Linked DNA regions of Danio rerio: regions 2 and 3 are each linked to region 1. Evidence: chromatin contacts called from public Hi-C and HiCAR-type data. All regions are on one chromosome and are shown on one strand. Each heading gives the region's core, a stretch centred on a gene start, on an enhancer-like site or on the middle of the called end of the contact. The rest is flanking DNA. Distances are from core to core; before and after follow the strand shown.

Region 1 (3,776 bases), core at 327-2,826:
TATATATATATATATACTCTCACCGGCCACTTTATTAGGTACACCTGTCCAACTGCTTGTTAATGCAATATTCTAAACAGCCAATCACGTGGCAGCAACTCAATGCATTTAGGCATGTAGACATGGTCAAGATGATCTGCTGCAGTTCAAATCGAGCATCAGAATGGGGAAGAAAGGGGATTCAGGTGACTTTGAACATGGCATTGTTGTTGGTGCCAGAAGAGCTGGTCTGAGTATTTCAGAAACTGTTGATCTCCTGGGAATTTTACGCACAACCATCTCTAGAGTTTACAGAGAATGGTCCGAAAAAAGAGAAAATATCTAGTGAGGCAGTTCTGTTGCACAAATGCCTTGTCGATGCCAGAGGAGAATGGCCAGGCTGGTTCCAGCTGATAGAAAGGCAACAGTAACTCAAATAACCACTCGTTACAACCGAGGTCTGCAAAAAAGCATCTCTGAATGCACAACTCTCTGAAACACTTCCAACCTTGTGGCAGATGGGCTACAGCAGCAGAAGACCACACCGGGCGCCACTCCTGTCAGCTAAAAACAGAAAACTGAGGCTACAATTCTCACAGGCTCAACAAAATTGGACAATAGAAGATTGAAGAAAAGTCGCCTGGTCTGATGATTCTCTATTTCTGCTGGGACATTTCGATGGTGAAAGCATGAATCTATCCTGCATTGGATCAATGGTTCAGGCTGATGTTGGTGTAATGGTGTGGTGGATATTTTCTTGGCACATTTTGGGCTCATTAGTACAAATTAAGCATCGTGTCCACACCACAGCTTACTTGAGTATTCTTGCTGACCATGTCCATCCCTTTATGACCACAGTGTACCCATCTTCTGATGGCTACTTCCAGCAGGATAACGCACCATGTAATAAAGCGTGAATCATCTAAGACTGGATTCTATAACATGACAATGAGTTCACTGTACTTAAATGGCCTCCACAGTCACCATAACTCAATCCAATAGAGCACCTTTGTGATGTGGTGCAACGTGAGATTCGCATCATGGATGTGCAGCCGACAAATCAGCAGCAACTGCGTGATGCTATCATGTCAATATGGACCAAAATCTATGCCAGGAAGTATTAAGGCAGATCTGAAGGCAAAACGGGTCTAACCCGGGAAGGTGTACCTAATAAAGTGGCCGGTGAGTGTACATGTCTAATAATATAATTTGTAATCTATAATAAAGAAGCAATAGGCTCTACAAGCTAAACTATTTTTTTATGATAAATAAAAATGGTGGGTGTTCATTTTTTAAATAAATGTATTCTTTAACAATAGCTATAGAAAATCAATGAAGACATTAAAACGCAAATGTTTTAGACAGACAGACAGACAGATAGACAGATAGACATATTGACAGATAGATAGATAGATAGATAGATAGATAGATAGATAGATAGATAGATAGATAGATAGATAGATAGATAGATAGATAGATAGATAGATAGATAGATAGATAGATAGATAGATAGATAGATAGATAGATAGATGTGTGTCCCTTTAAACAAGCCAAGTGACCACACAGATGCATTATGGGAAATGGCCAGAGCCAATCACAGTGGACTGCGCATTGTTTGAGTTCAACCGTTGTATGTGTTGACGGAAGTTTACGATCTGCTAATACCTCTTATTTCACCACATTTACCGCAACATCGTTTAATAATGTTACGTTTATCCCTCAGATACGTACAAGTACCGTATGCCATTTAGTTTGACCCGCCAATAATGAATCGCGAACTTAGCTTTTAACTGGTTGCTATGGCGACGCAATGGCGGCGCTCGAGGAGCTCGACGCTTTGCGAAAGAAGAACAGAGATTTGTTGGAAAAACTTAAGAAACAAAGCGAGAAACTGCATCAAATGATCATCTCCGACTCTCAGGAGGTGGACAGAAATCTGAGCTCTGTCTGCGAAGGATTTACCTTAAATCGAGCGCCTTTAAAAGAGAAAAACGGAGAGCAGCCGCCGCGAGCTTCAGCTTCTACAGCGAGGAAAACAATCCAAATATGCGGTCAGAATAATCTAACTGTTATTCAGTTGAGCTTTTGTGTCGATGAAGATGTATTCGATACATATCAGGGTCTTGTTTACTACTTATGACCGCAGTTTGAAGCATGTAACGTTACAGGAATCTGCAATAGTTGAACTTTTTGCTAATGTTTGCGTACTCTTTTTAGATATGTAACGTTAACGTAACTTAGATTCATGTAAATTAAATAGTTATTGTTATTTGTAATATTGTTATCTTATACAATATTAACTAATGTTGCTACTGTATTGTGATTTTAATATTTGCCTATTTATAGCTATGAATATATTAAGGGACTTAAAATACTCTGTTTCTACAGATTTACTACTTTTTTGTTTTATTCTGATAACATTTCTTCCAAATTTCAAATAAAATAATTGTCATGTATTGTTTATTTATCATTTTTCATTCATTTTCAAAATGAAGTCCACCAAATGTTGATTTATTTACTCTTCTGAACATAAAAAACACGACTTCGCCACAGCGGAACGAACCGCCAACTTGTCCAACATATGTTTTACACAGAGAATGCCCTTCCAGCTGCAACCCAATACTGGAAAACACCCACACACACACTTATTCACACTCATACACTATATGGCCAACTTGGTTTATTCAGTTCACCTAAAGCGCATGTGTTTGGACTGTGGAGGACTGTAGAGCACCCAGACGAAACTCTCACCAACTTGGGGAGAACATGCAAACTCCATGTAGAAATGCCACCTGGCCTAGCTTGAACCAGCGACCTTCTTGCTGTGGGGGGACAGTGCTAACCACTGAGTCACCATGTTGTCTGAATGTCGCCTTACACCAAGAAGATCGCTGGTTTAAGTCCCGGCTGGGCTAGTTGGCATTTCTGTGTGGAGTTTGCATGTTTTCCCCGTGTTGGTGTGGGTTCCCTCCGGGTGCTCCAGTTTCCCCCCCACAGTCCAAAGGCATGCATTATAGGTGAATTTTATAAACTAAATTAGCCGTAGTGTATTATTTGAGAGTGTATGAGTGTTTCCCAGCTGGAAGGGCATCTGCTGTGTAAAACATATGCTGGATAAGTTGGCGGTTCATTCCACTGTGGCAACCCCTAATAAATAAAGGGACTAAGCCGAAGGAAAATAATTGAATTAATGTCTGGGGACGTTTCTATATTTTACATTTTCTGCTCTACATGACAACAGTTGCATTTAAAATTGGGAAGAAATATCATCAGTTGAAATTTTTGAGGTTCTTTAATTAAAATTTATTTAAGCACATATCTAAATCCAGTACATCCAGATAATTTTTAATAGAGTCTCTTATTTTTGCACAGCTGTATACACTTATAACTTAAATAATTGTTCCCAATTTAATGACTCCATCAAATACAAATGTTAAATTACAAGCATAGAAGTCATATTAAATCAATGTAAAGTGCATGATTTTTATGTTTCAAATAACTTGTGAGAATATATGGAAATAAGTAAAGATTTTACTTGAACAATCGTGAACAAAGACAAGATTTTTACTTGTAACAATCATAAATAGACCATTTTGAAGGATGCAAACAAAAACAATGGTCCCAACATATTTCCTGTTTTACATTTTTAATTTATCTAAATTGCAAGAATCCAAACAACCCCACATATTAACAATAAATAATGTTATTACAGCTGTTTTAACATGATCTTATGATTGAATTGCCTCTGGTTACAGTTATAAAGTACTTTAATAACAAGCAGGAAATGTTCAAGAGTA
Region 2 (3,776 bases), core at 620-3,119, 220 kb after region 1:
CCCCACTAAACATCCACATAAAATTCTTTAATGCTGATGCAAAGCAATTAATCCACTTTAAAAGGCTTAAAAAAAGAAAATGCACATTATAGGTTTTAGACTTTGTGATCAAAGTTAATCCACATTTCAGCTTTTGCTAATTTATACAATTTATTATTATTTTAATGTATTATACAATATTTTACAATAATTATTTTATTGTATTCTTGTTTTACATTTATTTATTTTTATTATTATGAATTTATAATTAAAAATCTCAAAACATTTATAGTTTTATAAAATATTTATTATTCTAGTGTATATTGATTTTACATATTATTATATATTACATATTATTATTATTCAATATTATATAATAAATGAAAATAATAAAATAATTATTTTATTGTATTTTTGTTTTACATTTATTTATTATTATGAATTTTCATTTTTAAAAATCTCAAAACATTTTTATATTTTTACATTAAAATTTGTATTATTTATACTAAAAAATAAGTAATAATAAAAATGAAAGCCAAAAATACACTAAAATAATTATTCTGGTGTATTTATGTTTTACATTTATTATTTATTTTTATGATCATGAATTTATATTAAACACAATCTCAAAACATTTTTACAGTTTAATAAAATATTTAAAATTATTCTAGTCTATTGTTTGACATTTATTGTTAATATTAATTTATATTTACAAATCTTAAAACATTTTTAGTTTTATAAAATATTTAAAATAATTATTCTAGTGTAATTTTTACTTTACATTTTTTACTCATCATTATCATTATTATTATTAATCTACATTAAAAATTCTCCAAACATTTCCAGTTAATAAAATATTCTAAAATAATACTTTTTGGGGATTTTTGTTTTACATTTATTTATTTATTATTAATATTATTATTAATATTATTTATTATTATTAATTTATATAAAAAATTTAAATCCCCAAACATTTATAGTTTCATAAAAAATATAATATTCTAGTGTATATTTGTTTTACATTTGTTATTATTTATTATTATTAAATAATATATAAAAATCTCCAAACATTTATAGTTTTATAAAATATTTTAAATTATTATTATTATTATTATTATTAATCTAAATAAAAAATTCTCCAAACATTTTAAGTTAATAAAATATTTTAAAATAATATTTTTTTTTGTATTTTTGTATTTTATTTATTTATTTGTTTATTTTTATTAATATTATTTATTCTTATTAATTTATATTTTAAAAATCTGCAAACATTTATAGTTTCATAAAATATTTAATATTCTGTATATTTGTTTTACATTTGTTATTATTTATTATTATTAATTAATATATAAAAATCTCCAAACATTTAGTTTAATAAAATATTTTAAATTATTATTCTAGTGAAATGTTGTTTTACATTATTATTATTATTATTATTATTATTATTATTTTTTTATATATAAAAATCTCCAAATATTTTTAGTTTTATAAAATATTTCAAAATAACTTTTCTATTATATTTTTGTTTTACATTTATTATTATTATTATTATTATTATTATTATTAATTAAAATCTCTAAACATTTCCAGACCCCCTTGAAAGCCCCATAGACAAAATTATTTAATGCTGAGGCGTATAAATAGGAGTAAATGTACAGTATATGTTTGTGAATCTGATATGAGTTAATCATCATCTCAGTTTCCATTCACGTATGCTCCATATCCTGCAAACGATAGCTAACGACACGAGAAATGTGCACAAGAGATGTTTTTTAGTGATTTGATGGCTGTAAATGTGCTCATATATGGATCTGTGGAGCTGCAGCACCCAGAAGTGAACACCAGGCGACCCGGAAGGTCTGAAACTCCCTCTGAAGGCAAAGCCGAAACAACATCTCAAGCTTTCAATAATTACATCTAATAAATCCTCCGTCGAGGTGTGCAAGGTATGTCTGTCGCTTTCTTCTCATCTTCACCACTGCATATTAATTTTTTGGGCACATTTGCACGACGCGCGAAAACGATGCTAGTTCTTGTAGTCCTTCGAGTGAGCAAAAAAGTTCAAATAAAAGAGAAAGCCATCTAAAAGCACGCTCGCGTTGCAACAATAACGCAATTGCACGCTTTTGCATTGATGCGTCGCGATGGAAATGTAACATTGATGCGCGTCTGTTTCCATCTGCGTGATTTGTTCGCATCGCATGATTGTTGTAGGAAGTCTCGTTTTTTTTTCTCCCTCTCTCTTTTTTTCCTCCTCCAGCCGGGCTATTCAAACCTGCAGATCTAAGTAAACAATCATTCGCGCACTTAATGCAAATAATGCGGCGTTTTACGCGTCGCGCCTTGGATCTGAACGCACGCGCTATATTTTTTTGTCGCTAAAAAAATTGGGATCTGCAGAATATGGCGCCCTGTCCTTATAAAAATAAGACAGGCTGCCATTTTTGTTTTCCTTTTGTCTGAAATTTTTAATAAAACTGTCTGAGAATGTGGGAGAGGCAGACACCGGAGACCTGCGCTCTCGCAAGGCACCAAACGCGTCCGTTCGCGTTATTTTGCGAGCGATTTCTTAATGTAATCTTTGATCAAAAGAGAGCGCGCTTTTATTTGGGAAGCTTTTCGAGGATGCCGACAGAATAAAAGAAAAAGTTGAGTAAGTTTTTCATCAGTTCATTTTGAAGACCACAAGACGTGTCAATCTCTCGTTTGATGTTTATTTGATATTTGCACGCTGTTTTGCGATGTTTATTTGCACTTTCAGTTTTTTTAAATGATATCCTGTGACTCACAGAATTGATCTAACTTCATTAAATGTCAATAGGAAGCTTTCTAGTTTGCAAGGTATAAAATGATGCGTTACATTATAATCGGTGTGTTTGTAATTATTTTTATTTGTTTTAAAGATGCATTACAATGCAATTACAGCCATAGTGCCCAAGTCCTGAAAGCATCCTTTTAACTTTTATTTATATTGCTGTTTTTTTATATCATTTAATCTTCTTTTCGACTTTTTAAATTAATGCAATTGTTACATTGTAAATGATTCCTTTTTTAAAAATGTTTTTCCATCTACAATATATATATATACAGTTGAAGTCAGAATTATTAGTCCCCTTCAAAAAAAATTATCTTTTTTTTTTAAATTTATATATTTTTCAAATGATGTTTAACAGAGCAAGGAATTTTTTCACAGTATGTCTGATAATATTTTTTCTTTTGGAGAAAGTCTTGTGTGTTTTATTTCAGCTAAAATAAAAGCAGTTTTTGATTTTTTTTTTAAACACCATTTTAGGGAGAAAATTTTTAGCCCCTTTAAGCTTTGTTTTTTCTCGATAGTCTACAGAACAAACCATCGTTATACAATAACTTGCCTAATTCCCCTAACCTGCCTAGTTAACCTAATTAACCTAGTTCAGGCTTTAAATGTCACTTTAAGCTGTATAGAAGTGTCTTGAAGAATATCTAGTCAAATATTATTTACTGTCATCATGGCAAAGATAAAATTAATCAGTTATTAGAGATGAGTTATTAAAACTATTATGTTTAGAAATGGGTTGAAGAAATCTTCTCTCTATATTATAAATTTGACGGCTGGACTGCTTCATAATGGATATTTTATTTTGTTATATTGTTATTACATAACCTTACATTATTATAATAATATGATATTTGATTGTATATTAAATAATATTTAATTACATTACATTTGTATTTGTTTAACTCTCACCATACAAAATATGGTAGAAAACGATATTATATATAGTTAAGTTATATTTTATACTTCTAGATATTTATTG
Region 3 (3,776 bases), core at 800-3,299, 130 kb before region 1:
TAAGTGACTTTGAACGTAGCATGGTTGTTGGTGCCAGACGGGCTGGTCTGAGTATTTCAGAAACTGCTGATCTACTGCCATTTTCATGCACAACCATCTCTAGGTTTACAGAGGTCAGAGGAGAATTGGTTCCAGCTAATAGAAAGGCAACAGTAACTCAAAATAACCACTTGTTACAACCGAGGTCTGCAGAAGAGCATCTCTGAACACACAACATGTCCAACCTTGAACTACACCTTGGGCTACAGCAGCAGAAGACCACACCTGGTGCCACTCCTGTCAGCTAAGAACAGGAAGCTGCGGCTACAATTTGCACAGGCTCACCAATATTGAACAGTAGAAGATTGGAGAAACACTGCCTGGTCTGATGAGTCTCCATTTCTGCTGCGACAATATGAACCAAAATCTCTGAGGAATATTTCCAGTACCTTGTTGAATCTATGCCACGAAGGATTAAGGCAGTTCTGAAGGCAAAAAGTACTTCAAGGTCCAACCAGGTCCTACAAGGTATATGTTATACCTAATAAAGTGGCCGGTGAGTGTAGATACTCTTGAAAATTGAGATTAATTAATTTGTTTTGTTGTTAATTTATACTAATAAATCAGGTCGCTGGATCGAGTCCCGGCTGGGCCAGTTGGCATTTCTGTGTAGAGTTTGCATGTTCTCCCCGTGTTGGTGTGGGTTCCCTCCGGGTGCTCCGGTTTCCCCCACAGTCCAAACACGTGCTATCGGTCAGTTGAGTAAGCTAAATTGTCTGTAGTGTATGATTGGGGTCTTGAGCAATGGGCTAACAACCCACCTTATAAAAAACTAGATGTTACAAAACACCAATATAGTGTGTCTAAATATCAACATTGAAATAAATGGCTCTGGGAGTAAGTAAATATAGTTATCATCATGGCGAACTGCATAGTTATCTTTACAAAATAAAAGTCCCAAAGGGTGAAGAAGACAAAAACATGGTTCCCCAAAAAACTTTCCAGTAAGTAGTATTTTTAGAAGAACATCTGGATTTTTTATACTATTAAAAACCCTGGAAATATATTGCACGTTCTTTATACAACCCATCAATGCCAGTAAACAACCTTTATTACACTGAAAAAAATGATTCATTGGATTTACTACATTGTTTTAAGACAAGTGCTTGCAAACAATTTATATGGGCTGAATTTAAATAAACAAATCAAATTCAATAATGTTCAACTTAATTTATTTGTTTAAATTCAGCCCACAGATTACTTGCAACTACTTTCCTTTAAAAGAAATTGAGTAAATCCAGTGAATATTTTTTTCCCACTGTACTGAGTGTGTAGGTCATGGTGACATTGAGATAATAAAGCAAAACAGCACCCTTATACGAAGCAACGGTGCGAAGCATCACAGCGTAGCTTTTATTAATCAAATGATTAGAAAAGTATCGCGATGAAGCGCCATTTCTTCAAGGAGGTCATGATATGACACTTCCCTCGCGCGCGCACACGACGCACTGCAACCAATGCGCAGCTCCGGGATGCGCAATGCACATGTGCTCGGTCTCTCCATAGCTGAGAAAGCAAAACGCACAACTGCAGACTCCTTCCTGCACACATCTCAACAATGCTCCAATTTCACGATTATCCACATGAGGATTTTTCTCCATGAATAAAACGCGCGCACTAGCTTTGATTCACAAACATGTTTAATTATGGATGAATAGGAAGGAGGGTGCTTGGAGAGCCAAACATGTTTTCGGTTTAACCACACAGCTATATGACACTTCAGTGGTGTGATAATCACGTTAAAAGCGCTTGCTTTAAATGTAAATAGAACAGCAGCTCTTTGTGAGGCGTGCGGACGCAAACAGATACTATAACATTACCTTTATCCGGGATGCTCTTCATGCATTACTGGGTTGCAGGCAGCAGACGGGACGGCGCATCGCGTTGACGCTGCTGTTTAACGTTTCATCTTTTTTCGTCCTTTCTGGCGCAGTCATTTCTCAGCTTTTATCGTGCTGCTCCTCCGGTCTCCCCCTGTCCTCGCATCATCTCTCCTCCTCCCGTCCGTCGTGACGTCACGGCATCGCCTCCGCCCGCGCCAATATATCTGCAGCATCAGCATCAGCCGAAAACTGACACCTGTCAAAAACACTCCAAATGACATGTGGACCTTCAAGATGTCCTGCACATCTCACACTGCTTATTTGTCTTTTATTTATTTATTTATTTATTTATTTATTTATTTATTTATTTATTTATTTATTTATTTATTTATCATAGGCTATATTTCTTTCTTAATTTGGATTAATATAATTTTTTTTAAATAAAAAACAAATATATTATAACACAAATTCAATTAAATTCCAGTTTATTTGTATAGTGCTTTTCACAATATCATTTTTATGCAGCTTTACAAATGACGCACGCTATTACATTACAGTTAAACTTTAGGGTGAACAGTGTATATATATTACGGAGAGAAGATTTCTTCAACACATTTCTTAGCATCATAGTTTTAAAAACTCATCTCTAATAACTGATTTATTTTATCTTTACCATGATGACAGTAAATACTATCTGACTATTTTTCAAGACACTTCTATACAGCTTAAAGTGACATTTAAAGGCTTATCTAGGTTAATTAGGTTAACTAGGAAGGTTAGGGTAGTTAGGCAAGTTATTGTATAACGATGGTTTGTTCTGTAGACTATCGAAAAAAATAGCTTAAAGGGGCTAATAATATTGACCTTAAAATGGTGTTTAAAAATTAAAAGAAACTGCTTGTTGGAGTCTATGTGAGCTATAATACCTATTCTATTGAATTATCTGATTACATATGCACCAATGCAGTCATGTGTGTGTGTGTGTGTGTGTGTGTGTGTGTGTGTGTGTGTGTGTGTGTGTGTGTGTGTGTGTGTGTGTGTGTGTGTGTGTGTGTGTGTGTGTGTGTGCACTTGTGTTGCATTTAATTTGCATTTATAGACAGACAAACAAATTTGGGATCTGTTTTATTGTAAAATTATTTAATGAAAAAATAAAAATATATATTAAAAGCATTATAGTAACTATTCAAATTATGTACTTCATTACCTATATATAATATCTATTTTTTTATTTTGCTTACTTTGTTTACTAAAATATTTATTGGTTTTGTTTTTTTGCATTTTATTTGAAAATAAATTATATTTATTTAATTTGAGCTTTTAGATTTTAGGTTTTCTATCAAGTGTTTTTTTCAGTCTAATGAAAAAGGATGCTTTTAATTGCCTAATTTTTATCACACGTTATCAATTTGCATCTGTATAATAATTTTTTAGACATTAAACTATTTGGCTATAACCTATAATACATGTTAAAGGCTGTTTTCTCACTGCTTTTCACAACAATTATCAGTCTTAAGCAGCTTTTCAAAAGATGCACATTATTACATTACAGTTAAACTTAGAGAGAGTCAGTGACAGTATATATATATATAGAAAGAGAGAGATAGTTAACCTGCAGTTATACACTATATAGTGTACTTTTCTAAATGGTGGAGTCTATATGTATGCTATCATACCTTTTAAATGTGTGTGTGTGTGTGTGTGTGTGTGTGTGTGTGTGTGTGTGTGTGTGTGTGTGTGTGTGTGTGTGCATTTAATTTAAATGATGTATCATTTGTATATTTTAATACATCTTAATAGAAAAAAAATGTACATGTAACCAATGAACTGGGGAACTATTTATTTAGTCAGGGTCTTTATTTATTTAATGTAATGTCTTGCCTTAAGTCAAAAAGATCTGGTAAACCAACACCA

The links. Hi-C and Micro-C count contacts between places; a contact is called where the count stands out from the background. HiCAR-type assays count read pairs that join an accessible place to other places.
Region 2: a contact with region 1 is called in a Hi-C map of an unstated tissue, with 5 times the contacts expected there. The contact joins the promoter of znf362a here to the promoter of miip in region 1. A contact is called at or near these places in 1 of 18 Hi-C or Micro-C datasets (an unstated tissue) and 1 of 4 datasets of contacts at active chromatin or transcription factors (embryo).
Region 3: a contact with region 1 is called in a HiCAR-type map of caudal fin, with 4 times the contacts expected there. The contact joins the promoter of slc45a1 here to the promoter of miip in region 1. A contact is called at or near these places in 1 of 18 Hi-C or Micro-C datasets (an unstated tissue) and 2 of 4 datasets of contacts at active chromatin or transcription factors (caudal fin and embryo).

What each region holds. Positions count from the first base shown.
Region 1 is chr11:43,168,978-43,172,753 of GRCz12tu, reverse strand. It overlaps miip (migration and invasion inhibitory protein), which reads left to right and starts at 1,576. Exons shown (of 17, transcript XM_073917125.1): 1 at 1,576-2,030. The coding sequence starts at 1,790. All of the region lies in intron 1 of LOC141376672 (a long non-coding RNA gene), which reads right to left.
Region 2 is chr11:42,949,844-42,953,619 of GRCz12tu, reverse strand. znf362a (zinc finger protein 362a) reads left to right here and starts at 1,869. Exons shown (of 9, transcript NM_001077733.1): 1 at 1,869-1,925.
Region 3 is chr11:43,299,160-43,302,935 of GRCz12tu, reverse strand. slc45a1 (solute carrier family 45 member 1) reads right to left here and starts at 2,049. Exons shown (of 10, transcript NM_001374639.1): 1 at 1,860-2,049. All of the region lies in intron 3 of LOC141376672 (a long non-coding RNA gene), which reads right to left.